Linked DNA regions of Mus musculus: region 2 is linked to region 1. Evidence: chromatin contacts called from public Hi-C data. All regions are on one chromosome and are shown on one strand. Each heading gives the region's core, a stretch centred on a gene start, on an enhancer-like site or on the middle of the called end of the contact. The rest is flanking DNA. Distances are from core to core; before and after follow the strand shown.

Region 1 (6,722 bases), core at 1,325-3,824:
CCCTTGTTTTACCACCTTGGGCTTCCTGGTCTTTGCTTGGGCTGTCAGACATATATTTTAACCAAAAAGTGGGACGTGTGCTTTCGTCATAGCGAGCCCTCAGGAACATCCAGGAAGGGCTTTGAACCATCTCAGAAAGCAGGCTGGTGGTCTATAGCAGCAGGAGTGGGCAACATTAGTAAACCAGGATGTTTCTCTTTTTTTTTTTTTTTTTTTTTTTTTTTACTGCAAGGAGCAGTCCGGAAGGTATATGGAGACGGGACAGTTCTGATGAATTCCTGCCCCCTGCTGTATAATAAATCTGATACTAAAATTAGTGCCGGCCTCTTGAGCCATAATTCTTGCCGAGGCAATAAAGAAGTGTGTGCGTGCGTGTGTGCTCATGCCGGTGTGCTTGTGTGCGTCCAGCTTGTCTCTCAGGACTGTGGGATGTCGGATAAGTAACTGGGTCTCACAATTGATTTTGTGTGACAGCGTCTCCTCGGCTCCCTGCTTCCTCCCCCTCTCCTGTGATGGAAGTGTAGGGAGGAGGTAGAGGGGAAATATTGCCGCGTGCCTTTCAGGTTTGTGTAAATCTCTGTCACGTAGGTAGATGTTCTTAGAGAATCTATTGGAATGTTTTATAATTGACTGTTTTACTTGGATGACATTACTCAACTCCTCTCAGGAGCTTCCTTACGCTCCGGGTGGGGGTGAGACTTTTCCTTCCAGGGAACTTTGTCCACGGAAGGGACTTACTTGGGGTGGCCAGCTGACAGCTTTAATAATTAGGTGGGCATTTGGGTCCCTCAGTGCACAGTCCTCCTCCTGGTGGGGACAATTCTGCTTTAAAAGGACCACATTTCACCTTTAACTGCAAATGGCTGTGTCGGGAGTGGCATTTGATTTTTAAATTGCCCATGTCCAGCAACCCTCTGTTACTCATTAAACAATAAAATGTTTTTAATCTTCCTGCAGCTGTGTGCACTGTGTGGGGCTTGCTTTTCGGGAGGAGGGGGAGGAGGGTCTTTCGTCCTCCCTCTCCTCTTCCCTTTCACACTCACCAAAGCTTGTAGAAAGCCCTCTCCAGCAGTGATGGAATCCCCTCCGGTGAACTTTCCCAAGTGAGTGGCTGGGACTTTTATAAGCTGAGGCCACCCGGGTTCAGTCTGGATTGTCAGCCCCTGGGGCTGAAGTGCTTCCTTTATGGGTAGTACCCAGAAATGGGTTTATGTCACAGACCCTTTAAAAAGTCTGTAACTTTTCCTCCCCACTCCCCTGCCTCCCACTTTGGGTGGGGGGGGGGGGCTTGAGTTGTCCGTCATAACCAGAAACAGGTTTCAAGTCCCTGATCCGTTATAGGTGTGTTTAAGATGAATGCCAAGCCTGAAGCCACTTAAAGAGCATGCGCAAATAGATACAAAGGAAAGGAAGGAAGGGAGGGAAGGGGTAAAGGAGAGACTCTTCCAGATCCCCTGAAGCAGAAATAGAAAAACACAGGCAGAGAAGGCAGGCCCCCACAGAGAGAAGCACTCTGCTCCTGAGCAAGCTAAGTTAGTGAGCTTGGGCGGGAGGGCCTGCCCCGTGAAGGTTGTCAAAAGAGCCAAGGAGGCGGCGCCCTTTCTGAGGCGGCCCTTGGTAGTGTGTCTGTAAGGATCTAGGCCCGGATTGTTTCAGACTCCTGGTGGAAGAGTTAGTGGCACTCTCCTCCTGTCCCAGCTGGGCTGGCCTTCTATCCCAGAGATGCGAGTTTGGAACGGTGGCCTAAGCAGGGAGCATTACCGTGCAGTCTCAGCTGGCCTGTGTTTCCATCCCAGCTAGCGGTCCTTCAGTTAGGAACTGTTGCAGGCTCTGTATTTGTAAAAATAAAAGAGAATAAAAATTAAAGGTACTCAGTACCAAGAAAAATAGCCACTTGAGGGGGAACGAAGTGTGTTAGAGGACCAGGCTTTCTACAGGGAAGCATCTTGCTTCGAGTTCCCGGATCAGCATGGCCCAAGATATCTCTCTCTCTCTTTCTCTTTCTCTTTCTCTTTCTCTTTCTCTTTCTCTTTCTCTTTCTCTTTCTCTCTCTTTCTCTTTCTCTTTCTCTTTCTCTTTCTCTTTCTCTTTCTCTTTCTCTTTCTCTTTCTCTTTCTCTTTCTTTCTCTCTCTCTCTCTCTCTCTCTCTCTCTCTTTCTCTTTCTCTCTTTCTTTCTCCCTCTCCTCTCCTCTCCTCTCCTCTCCTCTCCTCTCCTCTCCTCTCCTCTCCTCTCCTCTCCCCTCCTTCCCTCCCCTCCCCTCCTCTCCCCTCCCCTCCTCTCCTCTCCCCTCCCCTCCCCTCCCCTCCCCTCCCCTCCCCTCCCCTCCCCTCCCCTCCCCTCCCCTCCCCTCCCCTCCCCTCCCCTCCCCTCCCCTCTTCTTTTCTTTTCTTTTCTTCATGCTGAAAAGGGGCCCAGTCCTCTAGTCGAGCAGTGACTCCATACAGGTTCCTTTTTCCTCTGTTGCATTTCCCTCGTGTACCACACGAGTCATCCAGTCATCGGAGTTGCCCAGGCTGTGCCCTCAACCCTGCCTGGTTGTCCTGGTGACGCTGGGTTGCAGGGTTTTGGAGGAAGCCCTCAGTTCAGCTGTCCTTGAGGGTAAGGCCTGCGTTCTTCCCACCCCCCTATGACGTGTGCAGTACAGCTGCTGGCCCAGAAATCCACTTGAACTGATATGTCGTCTCTCACTCCAAACAAAAAATAAACCTGGGTGTTCTATGTATGTATTTTTGAGGTGTGTACGTGCCCTTTTTTTTCCTCTTGACAACTTCGTTCCCTGCAGCTGTGCAGTCACAGACTGTTTTGAGATCTGGAAAGTTTCTTGTCTTTAAGTGGCTATGATAAAGTAGGAGAGGAGAGAGGCGAGATTTGACGGTTACCACACACCAAACACCATAATGTAATTTTTTAAATTAAAAAGCATTGCATTATTAAAAAAGCATTTCATTGTAAGAGGAGAGGGTAAGATGGCTCAGTGGGTAAAAGCACTTGCCACCCACCACTCCAGGACCCACATGTAGGTGGACGGAGAGCCGATTCCAGAAAGTCATTCTCTGACCTCCATCTACACATAACCCTAGTAACAGAATTTGAAAATATTGTAAGAGATAATGCAAAGAAAGTTTTTTCATTTACCAGAATTGTTTTTTCTGTCTACTATAGTTCCCCCCCCCCATCACCATGGAGATAAGAACTTGGGGCTCAGTGATGTCATCTTTCCCACTGGGTGTGCTGGCTCTCAGGGGACTGGCTGTCAACCTGAACTTGGTCAGGTCCAGCCTGCTGTTGGTATAGAGAGAAGTTAAAGTTGATCAGACGTTTAATATTTGCCTTCAGTCATCTGCTATGCAAAGCTCTCCTTTATTACCCTGGGAGGGCAAGTTGGTAACAATGTATTGCTGTTAAAACTAGTAAGTCTGGTGTCCTTTAGGGCTTATTTAATCTTTCCTTTCTCCTAAGTATTTCTCTCCAGCTTTTGGAGAAAGTGCCTTCCTGTTTGAGATAAACATGAAGCAGTAAGGTTGAGTTTGGGAAGAGGGAGTTTGAGGGGCTGGAGCTGCGCCCTCTCCCCATTTCATTTCCCAGGTGAACTAGCAGAGTCCCAAGATTGTCTTTTGCAGGGAGCACTCAGGGTTACCGATGTTCCCGATAAGAAAGTGTTTCTCCTTTGCCCTGTCTCTCAGCTGAGTAGGGCGGAGAGAGCAATATGGCAAAATCCAGACCAAGCCAGCAATCATGCAATGCAGTTGGGCAGAATATAGCAGTTTAGGATGGGTTTGCACAACTGTATTTTCACATTAAATCATCATTTCTGCTTCTCCTGGTACAGAGAGGAGGGTGGGCAAGGGAGAGAAAAAAGGGTGGGGGAGGCAGAGAGGGAGGGAGGGAGGGAAGAGGGGTGTCTTTTCAGGGAGTCCGGGGAAATGAGTAATCGGGTGGGAAGGAGAGACCAGGGGAAGGCTTGTGTGCATTATCAGTGGACAGGAGCCCGGGGAACTCCCAGTTATGTCTGGGAAGCTTTTGCGTGTAGCTGCTTTGAATTCTGTGGTCTAGAACGAGATGTTTAAGCCCAGTTACAGGAACAGTTCCTGAACTTTTTCTACGAACTTCTGTGGCCCCGGAACCCTGTTTTTTTCCCAGCAAGCCTCTGTATTTTTAGAAATGTTTTCTTTTCTCATTGCTTGCCCCTTAGCAGAGGCCCCTCGAGTGCTTTCTGTCGTGTAGAGCTGAGTTCTTGAACAGGTGTTTGGGACTGTGAAGGGGTTTATTTCTTTAAAAAAAAATCTGCAGGCTCTTTGTCTGGGAGATCAATATTTTCTCATCCTGCATGGATGGGGTGGGAGGAGGGGCCTGTGTGATGCCCCTCCCTTTCTGCTGTGGGTCAGTGAAGGGTCATGTGGCTCAGGGGGACCTTCTGTGCAAGCCCTTTCTCCTCTTATTCAGTGCCTTCTCCAGATCCTACTATGTAGACAGAATAATTTCATGTAGACCCATGGGACTACCAAGCGGTAGCCTCCGTTGGTTTTTGGCGTTTAAGGAGCTAACTTTGAAGTAGCTTTTAATCTTCATACTGAGCACACCCTTTTAAGTGTTTTTGGGTGGGCAAGCTCTGAAGGTAGTTTGTGGCACTTAACTCTTTTAAACTTTGGTTTCTTCTCCGGAAGCTGTGTGTCCTTTCCTTTTCCTCGAGGGTCCTAAGAGCTCCTAGTCTAAATCGGTGGCGTCTCTGAGAATCATTGATTTGCTAATTGCTCATAAGCGGAGCCCTGGCTTCCCCCTCCTGCTGAGAGCACTTTTCTTTTCCGCCCCTTCCTTGAGAAGTTAGGCTGACTTCTGCAGTGTTTCAGAGGTAACCAATAAAGGAGTTTGGCCTGCTGCTGTTGTTAATTGTGCGCCTTGGAGGTGACCACATCACCAGCATCCGGGTTCCATAAACAAAGGGCCTCATGCTGGTGACCTTTCCTGCCTAAAACTGCCGGGCCCAAGGTCGCCAATGTGGTGGGGAGTGCCTTTCCCAGCCCTCGGTCGGCCTCAATTTAATTTGCTCGTTTCCTGAGGCAAAATGACCTCCCAGTAAACTTGCCCAGGCCTTTTAAAGAGAACAAACAAAAAGACTGCAAGGGCAAGGTGTGTTCTGATGGAGGAATGGGCAGTGTGGGAGGGCCGTGGGGCGCTTGTTAAAGTACCTAGTTGGGGTTAGGCTTGTGTGCAGTCAGTGGGTTAAGACTAGATGCTCAGAGAACAGCTGGACCTGACAAAGGTAGAGGCCACAGGAAGGCCGGCCTGCTGGGAACAGCTGCCTGGCACAGGCTTTGTAAGCAGCCCTTCTCCTGCCCCAACCCCCTGCCATCTCTCCCAGATCCATTGTCTTTCCTAGTAGCCTTCAGATCAGGGGTTTTGAAGCGTTTATTTTATTTTTCCCTGTTGAACTGAACCTTTATTATAAAACCTCGAGACCAGGAGTAACCTGGTAGAATTCGGGAGGAAGGGTGAAAGGTGTCCTTAGGAATATCCTGCCTGGCTGGGCCACCTGGTCTTGGATGGTCCACCATATTGGAGTTGGGGGTCGTTCCTTTCATGGTTTCTGCTCAGTTATCCTTGAGGAGGTGTGTAGGGGCAAGAGTGACTGGGAGTGCCTTGCGGGTAGAGGACTGCCAGTATCCTCACCCCAGGTCTGGCTATTGGTGTGTGTTGAGGTTCAGAGGACGCTTCACTATCCAATCACGGGTGGGAAGCTGGAGCTGTGGTCCAGGAGGGATTGGTGGTACCTTCTGCCCGTTTGCAGAAGCATCACCCAGCCCTCTTGCCTCTGTTCTTAAAGGAGCGTCCAAAGGGTCTTTTCTAGCCTCAGTCTTCTGAATAGCTTGGGTACCCTGCCTGGTTCTTAGCCACCTTTGTGTGGCTGATCAGCAGTTGAGTGGACTCTGTGCCAGCCCCCTGTAGAGGGGCCATGGGGTACCTGTTCTTGTAGTGATGAATGGGGCCGGCTTTGCATTTGTACCCAGACCATAGCCAGTCAGAGGCACCACTGACTACTGTGATGTAAGGATTGTAAGTGGTCCCTGCCCCCTGGGTGAGTGAGTTGAGGCTGGTCAGGTTATTTCTGTGGAGTGGAGTGTAGGCCGGGGCTGGTCTCAGGAGCTGTGTGGGCTTCCTTCTTTGTTGTCTTCTCCCTTCTAAGAAGAACAGGTGGTGCGAACTGGGATCGAACCCTGACTGTGACCTGGCTAGCCGATGTAACCCTCGGATCCTCTCACGTACGCCACCTGTCCAATGAGGATGATCAGACTTAGTGGCTCCTGGAAGGGGAGGTGCTCTCCAGAGGACCTTGCGCAAAGCCTGCCAGCCAATAGGGCTTTAGCCAGAATTGATTTTTCAGCTAGTCTGGATTTAGCTGTTGTCTCTGGGACAGGGAGATTGGGTTATAACCAAACCTCCATCAGTTGGTCACTTTGGTGATTTGGGCCAGGAAGCCACAGTGTGCTGTTTGGTTTCTGGTCCTTGCAAGTTAGCTGTGATCTTCCTCCCCTTCCCTCCCCTCCCCTCCCCTCCCCTCCCCTCCCCTCCCCTCCCCTCCCCTCCCCTCCTCCCCTCCCCTCCCCGGCAGATCTCTTTAGCCTCTAGTGTCTGGGGAATTGAGGACTGGTTTTTCTGAGTCCCAGCCTCCCCTGAGTCACTCTCCTTTTCTTGGGTCCTGTCCCTGAGCGGTATCTACAGGGT
Region 2 (6,722 bases), core at 2,458-4,957, 140 kb after region 1:
GTGGGTCTGGGTGAAGATTAGTTTTCCCTGAGACTGTGACATTTCTGTGGGATTGCCTGACTGGGGGGCATTGCAGAATCACCTTTTTGGCTGATGATAGAAACTGGATTTTTCTCTCTTTCTCCTTCTCCTCCTCCTCCTCCTCCTCCTCTCTCTCTTGATGGGGGGAAGGAGTTTTGAAGGCAGGCCAATCCCAGCCTTATCTGGAAGTAACGTTCGCTATCATGGGCAAGATGGATGTTGAAGATTTTTCTGAGGTGCAGGACAGGATCTTTGGCTTGAAGGGACTTGCAGACCAGAGGATTTAGGGTCATTTCCTGGCCAGTCATTAAGTTCTGTGATAGCCCCATGTCTATACAAGAACCAGAGCGAGGAGTTGCAATGATAAAGAACTAGAGACTTATAACCCAGTGTGGAAAGGGTCTGCCCGAATTCAAATGCTGCTTACAAGGTATCAATGGACGAAGAAAGCTTGCGCCTCTCTCCCGCCCGCAGTCTGGAAGTACTTTATAATCTTGTGCCTGGGATATTTGAGTTATGGGCCGAGCAGTTCAGAATCAGCAAGGCTTCCTGGCTGAGGCATTATGGACTGGACAAGTGATCCTTAATGCTGATCTCCTCAAAATCAGGGCGTTATTTTGACCTTGAATTACTGTTGACCATTTTTGACCCGGAAGGCATCATAGCCATTTTGAGATGTGGCTACCGGATGGGGAGGCAGGGCATTCAGAGATGAGCCAGACGGGCGATGACAGTCATCTGTGTGCAAACAATGGGTTAAAGGAACAAAGAAAGGGTCACCCTTCTAGGCCCAGCTTGGGATGGAAAGCCACAGACCTCGCCCCACCCCCCTTATTTAATAAATGTTTTGAGACAGGGTCTCATGTAGCCTCTAGTCTGGCCTAAAATTTACTATGTATCTGAAAATGGCCTTAAATGGGACCCTCTTGTCTCTGCCTCCCAAATGCTGGGATTACAGGTACCAAGTGCGCTGCCAGACTGGGCTTCGTTTCTTCTTCAACACTACAGTGTTTGCTATCTCATGATTAAAGACTTCTATGACCCTTGTATCTGTCAACTCAACATCGGCCAGCTATTCCTTATCAGCTAGGCCTACCCTGGGTTTGATCAGCACCTTTGGTCTGGCTGAGTCAGAGCTAAGCTTTCAGTCTAGCATGTAGCTAAAAGAGGCCAAGAGAAGGTAGGAGACCTACACGACTGCCAAAGGGCAGAGAGGCCTCTTTGCCCTGGAGCTTGTCTTCTAAAAAGTGAGCATGCCTGTTTATAATTTGTCAGACTTCTCCAGTTCTTAAGTGAGCAGCAGCCTCTGCAGGCTCACATAACCGGAAACTGAGGCCAGTGTCTGCTCACTGCTGTGCCCCATGGCTGTGTCCACATGTGATCCTGAGTGAGAAGGGTGGGCAGACAGGTTTTGTTCTGGGTCTCTCGTTATCCTGGAGAGCCTCGCTACACTGTCTGTGCCTGGTGAGTTGACACCTGAAATACAGAGCCGAAGAGACATTTTAGGGACCGGACCTGAGGAGACAGAAGCCCAGAAGGCAAAAGGCTCAAAAACTGGCCTCCAGTCTTTTTCCTGAGGCTAAGAGACGGAGCTCTGGGATCTCTTTCCTGTCAACACTGCCCCCTGCTGCTGCCCCATCACAGCAGGCACCTGGCCACACTGGAGAGAATGTTTTCAGGCTGAGCAGCGCGGCCTTCTGTGGGAGGCAGTGACGCTGGTAACCCATGGATGTGAGCACAGCCTTTATGTTTTGTTTCCATTGACGGGGATGGGTTTTCAGAACCACCCACTCCCTCGCCTGGGCTGATGACTTGCAGGGACAAGATGGCTGAGCAGGGAGATGCAGGGAGTATGCTCCTCCCTCCAAGGCCAATTTGGTGTTAATTTTTGGCCCTAAGTGGCAGTGGCCTGAGTCTGAACATCCCAGTTTGCCTCTCTAGGAGTGAGAAATGGAGTGTGTTCTGTATGCTGCTGTGCATCTTGCAGTCTGAGATCTGCTGGCTTGGGCTGCAGAGATGATGAGGCCAGGGTGTTTGTTTTGTTTTGTTTTAATTAATTAAATTTTATTTTATATGCATTGTTGTGAGGGTATCAGATCCCCTGGAACTGGAGTTACAGACAGTTGTGAGCTGCCATGTAGGTACTGGGAATTGAACTTCCAGTCCTCTGGAAGAGTGCTCTTAACCAATGAGCCATCACTCTGGCCCGTGCTCCCCCCGCCCCCGGGCCAGGGATTTTTAGAGAACTAAACACTAAAGTACCAGTACAGAGAAAGGCTTCTGCCGTGACTAAGAACAGCATTTGAACCTCGGCTTTAGAGCTTTACAGTTGTTTGGACCTCTGAACTCTTGGAGCCTACTTGAGGAGAAGGAGACCCTGGGGAGAACAAGCTCTTCTGTGATAAGTGTGCCGCTTTCCCTTCTCTCAGCCTGCCTGCCTTCCTACCTCCCTGCTGTCATGGTGGTTAATTGGGACATAAGGAGTACCCAGCCTGTGGCCTGGCACACAGTGGGTATACAGGCAGCAGTAATAGTCACGGTGTTTTTCACCACTTTCTTGGCAAATACCTTACATGCAGGGGTTTCTTTTGTTGTAATTTCACTCTGGTCGCTTCAGGAGGAGACCCTCTTCCTCCAGCGCTTCCTCTTGTCCATGCCTTCAGGCATAAAAGTTGGGTTCCACTTTACATTATGGTCTTATACATCAGTACAGCCGATTTTGATAAACCCTCAAAGGATGTTGACCTTCTTGGTTTTCAGGCATGAGTGGCTTCACTCCCTTAAGGAGGAATTGCCGTGAAATGTAACCGCTTGAAGGGGATGGTGCATGCGCGTTTGCTTTTCATAAGTAGCATGGCGTTCACTGGCTTCCATACTGACTAGTCAGCCAGCCTCGCCACCTATCCTCCTGAGAAGGAATGGATGTTTTGTTCAGTGTGTCCCCTCTCCTGGGAAACAGCTACAACCCTGCATTCTATTGTCCAAGATGAGGTGGGTGAAGTCTGAGGGAGGATGTTGAAGAGACCCTGGAAAGGCCCCTCAGGGTGGAGTGGAAATGAGGAAGGCACTGGCCTGTGGCCATGTAGTCCTTCCTTTCTTCCTGATCTTCCTGACAGGTGTGTAGAATGGCATCTCCTGCTGGCATTTCTGGGGGCCTTAGGATATCTCTGGCAGACAGGGCTGGAAATTTGATGCTGTGAGACAGGAGGAGAGGACCTGAGAATGCTTATTTAAAAAACAAAACAAAACAAAAAACCCTGCCCTAATCCAAACCCAAGGGCTGAGGAAAGGCTACTAGCTGTGATGTACACTCTTTCAGGCCAGCCTGGAAGGTGTTAGGAGTCACCTGGATAACTCTTAGACAGCCTTGGGGGGAAACATGAAGGTTCGGGTACTTTGGGTCTTGCTCCTTGTTAGAAAGTTAGAAGGTTCAAAGCTGGGGCTTGAGGGAGTGGGTTGGAAGGGGCTTGTGGCTTTGTGTGAGTTTTTTCTGGCCTCAGCTGTACTGTAGGTAAGGAGGGAGCACATGTGGAGCCCCTTGGGTGTCTCAGCCTCCTGCTTCTCCTGGCCCTTTTTTTTCTCTCCACCCACTCCCTGGTTTGGCAGAGGCTTGCAGAGAGCTCCACAGGGGCCATGTGTTCTGGGGCAGCAGCTGTCGGTGCTGACTAATGAGACTTCCTGGTGGCTTCAGTGGCACACGTGGCTGCAGCAGGAACTGCTGCTTCTCATGTGCCAGCCTGTGCTCCAGCTACTCAAGAGGGGTTCCGGATGCTGCTGCTGCTGCTGCTGCTGCTGCTGCTGCTGCTGCTGCTGCTGCTGCTGCTGCTAAGTCCTGGTCAGAGGCTACTAGTAGGGAAAGCTCACAGGACATCTCTGTGCAGCTGGGAGTGTTCGGTCCCTGGGAAGGATACCTAAAGACAATGGAAAAGTTGGCCTATCTGAACTAGCCAGTTCTACCCCTGTAAGGCAGGCCTGCCACAGCTTCAGGCTTCCTGAGGCTGCAGGCTAGACACAATTACTCTGTAGCCATGTGTCCTTGGTAAAATGTGCCCCCTCTGTGAACTCCACTTTCCTCAGAGGTAGATGAGATAACTGTCCTTCCTACCACACAGGGCTTGTTGAAAGGGCCCGATGAGGCCCTGGAGTGGTATATCTGGCCCTGATTCACCTCATCTGTGGGGCAGGAAGCCCTTCCTTCACCCTAGTGCTGAGTCTTCAAAACAAAAGGCAGGTGGGGTTCTTGGTCCAATAGCCAGTGTCTGGGCCTGTTAGGGAGAGCCTCTGATGGCTGTTTTCTCCAGGATGCAGTGTCCCAGAAAGGTTTATCAGCTAAACCTGCCTGGCTCCAGAGAAGCCAACACAGACTTCCTGGTAAACAGCCCCTGGTCACAAATGCCTTTGTGCAAGTTTTTGAAGAAGATCCCCAAAGCCTGTTTCGGGTCACCAGACCACGTGTGTGTCTGGAGATGAACTGTGTGAGGGGAGATGCTTGCTCCTGAAATGAGACATTTTGTTCAGTACCTAGGAGCCTTTCATGTGACATTGAAATCAGGTGCTGAGCCACCCAGATGCCAGAGGGTTTGAAGTTGAAAGTTGACTCTGCCCCCTGTGGCGACAAGGCTCTGTCAGCCTGAATTCCAATTTTCTGAGGGTTTTGTCTACTGCCAACTCAGCTGTGCTTGCTTTCTCAGCACCTTTGGGTCTGTTTCTGTTGTGTTGTCGGGTTTTGTTTTTGTTTGCGTGTGTTTTGGTAGTTAGGGGAGGGATGGGCTACTGACAGGGCAAGGGGGCATTTAACCATTTATTCTTTTTAGTAGGTTTAATTGTATGAAGATTATAATGCATACAAACGCCTGTAATTAGGGGAGTTGGTTCTGTAAGACAGTGTTTTAGTGAAGAAAATTACAGTGTTCATAAGCCGTCTGAGGAGGAGGCAGTATATATTAACATGCAACTAGTTTTTGTTAATTTGTGCTGTTTACCAGTATTCCCCAGAGGTGCGTCCCTGAGGTCCAGCAACGCTTCACCCTGCAATGCTATCCATTAGTCTCCCTGTAGCTAACCTGCCACATAGAGCTTTGCGGCGGGTGGTGCTAGAGCGACCAAACTTCCTTCTACAACAAAAAGAGTGCCTTTTGGGTCTTGAGTCAGATATTTAGGAGTCCCTGCTGTGTGAGGTTGGGGCCTAGGCCACTTGGGCTCTAGTGACGCTTCCGCTCTAGTGCTGGCGTGCTGAACACGTATACACAAAGGCAGTACGGCGGATTATGAGCAGCATCAAGAACAGTACCAGGTTGGGGCGGGGGGCGTGAGGATAGTGACTTAGGCATCCAGGGCAAAGCTGCCTCTCAGAGGCAGGTCACATGGTTTGTTCAGTGCCCAAGGTATGAATAAGCTATGTGAGGTCAGAAAAGAGAAAAGGGGACGATAGACCAGAAGACTTCAGAGAGCCAGAGGCTTGCCGGGGGTAGGGCGGAGTTTGGATTTATTCCTGAGGCATTTGGAAGCTAGAAATGAAGGGCCCACTGCAAGGGAGCCTCTGTCTCTGCCCCTTGGGGGATTGTGCCACATCTGTGTCAACAATGTCAAGCATTGGCCTTGCTCCTGGTGGTGAGCTCTTTAGGTCCCCACAGAGTCCTGAGTTTTCATGGCAACCCTTTGGGCACCAGTTTAAGGAAAAGTTGACCACGTATTTTGCCCAAGTGCCCTGGGCTTGTAGAAGTGGTGAGTCCTGCTGGAAGAGCATTGTGACTTACTGAATTGATTCAGGACTCAAAGCATGGTTCAGAAGGAGGCATGGGGGGCGGGGTTTGAAAGAGCAGCTGAAAATGGGAGGGGCTTTCTGGCACCTGCGCAGTGTATGGGAGGAACACTATCATCTGATGGGACAAGAAGGTGGTGTTAGGGAAGAAGGGTTGGGGCAGGCCTTAAGGCTTGTGATTTTGCCATGTGGGTACAGTCCCATTAGCTGCTGGTGGGCTGCTTCACAATGGTTTAACTAAGCCAGCTGCTCCCTTAAGGACACTTCCAAAGAGCCTCTGACGATTCCAGCCAACAAGTTTAGACCACCCTGTTCTGAAAGGGTGACTCCAGATATGGTGGGCCAGTTATAGATGGCTTGGCTTATTTGTGTGATTATCCTGGCTCCTCCTGTCACACAAGGAAGGCCCGGCTGTCCAGTCAAGCCAGTCAGAGGATAAGTATGTGGAGCAGCGTCTAGAGTCTCCGGTTTTATAGCTGTTCTTCCAATACCCGCAGTGTCTGGAACACCAGTTGGCTGGTTCCCTGTGGGTTACCTGAGCTAGGAGCTCTGTTCCATTCCAACATTGTTCTGGGAATGAAAGCTGTCTCTACCCTCCAGCGCTGAGCAGTTTGTCTGGTGGGCAGCCTCGACCTGGTGGGTTGTGTCAGGAAGTTTTTTTGAAATATCACCAATGTTTCTCCTGTTCCCTTCGATCTAGCTGTGAATACCCAGGTCTCTTAGTTTACATTTCAGACCAGGGAGACTGGTGGATAAAGTTGCAAGTTGCTTACCAGAAGCAGGCTTCTACGAGTCTGCTTCCTCGGCGATCCTCCCCGGGGCTCTCCAGCGGGCACACTCCTCTGGCCTTGCTGAAAGATGATTAGCTGCAATGAAATAAAGATGTCCTTAATTGTGGTGTGGGAAAGCAATCCCATAAGCATTCATTTACTCAAGCCCA

Evidence for each region. A called contact is a pair of places that touch in the nucleus more often than the background predicts.
Region 2: a Hi-C map of DN3 thymocytes shows a contact between it and region 1, with 2.8 times the contacts expected there. The contact joins two enhancer-like sites. A contact is called at or near these places in 2 of 15 datasets of contacts at CTCF or cohesin (large pre-B cells and pro-B cells), 15 of 484 Hi-C or Micro-C datasets (the CH12 cell line, DN3 thymocytes, the Patski cell line and 10 more) and 6 of 115 datasets of contacts at active chromatin or transcription factors (the HPC-7 cell line, embryonic basal ganglia, embryonic stem cells and 2 more).

Annotation. Positions count from the first base shown.
Region 1 is chr11:88,688,438-88,695,159 of GRCm38.p6, reverse strand. All of the region lies in intron 5 of Msi2 (musashi RNA-binding protein 2), which reads left to right. Among named protein-coding and RNA genes, the nearest start is that of Msi2, 26 kb to the left of the region's middle. Within about 2 kb of position 2,574, at least 81 of the 459 cell types and tissues checked have an H3K27ac peak or open chromatin away from gene starts, as enhancers often do. A contact at or near this core is called in the CH12 cell line, DN3 thymocytes, muscle stem cells and 1 more, where this site is marked.
Region 2 is chr11:88,548,161-88,554,882 of GRCm38.p6, reverse strand. The region is part of intron 6 of Msi2 (musashi RNA-binding protein 2); the gene reads left to right. Among named protein-coding and RNA genes, the nearest start is that of 0610039H22Rik, 68 kb to the left of the region's middle. Within about 2 kb of position 3,707, at least 175 of the 459 cell types and tissues checked have an H3K27ac peak or open chromatin away from gene starts, as enhancers often do. A contact at or near this core is called in the CH12 cell line, DN3 thymocytes, muscle stem cells and 1 more, where this site is marked.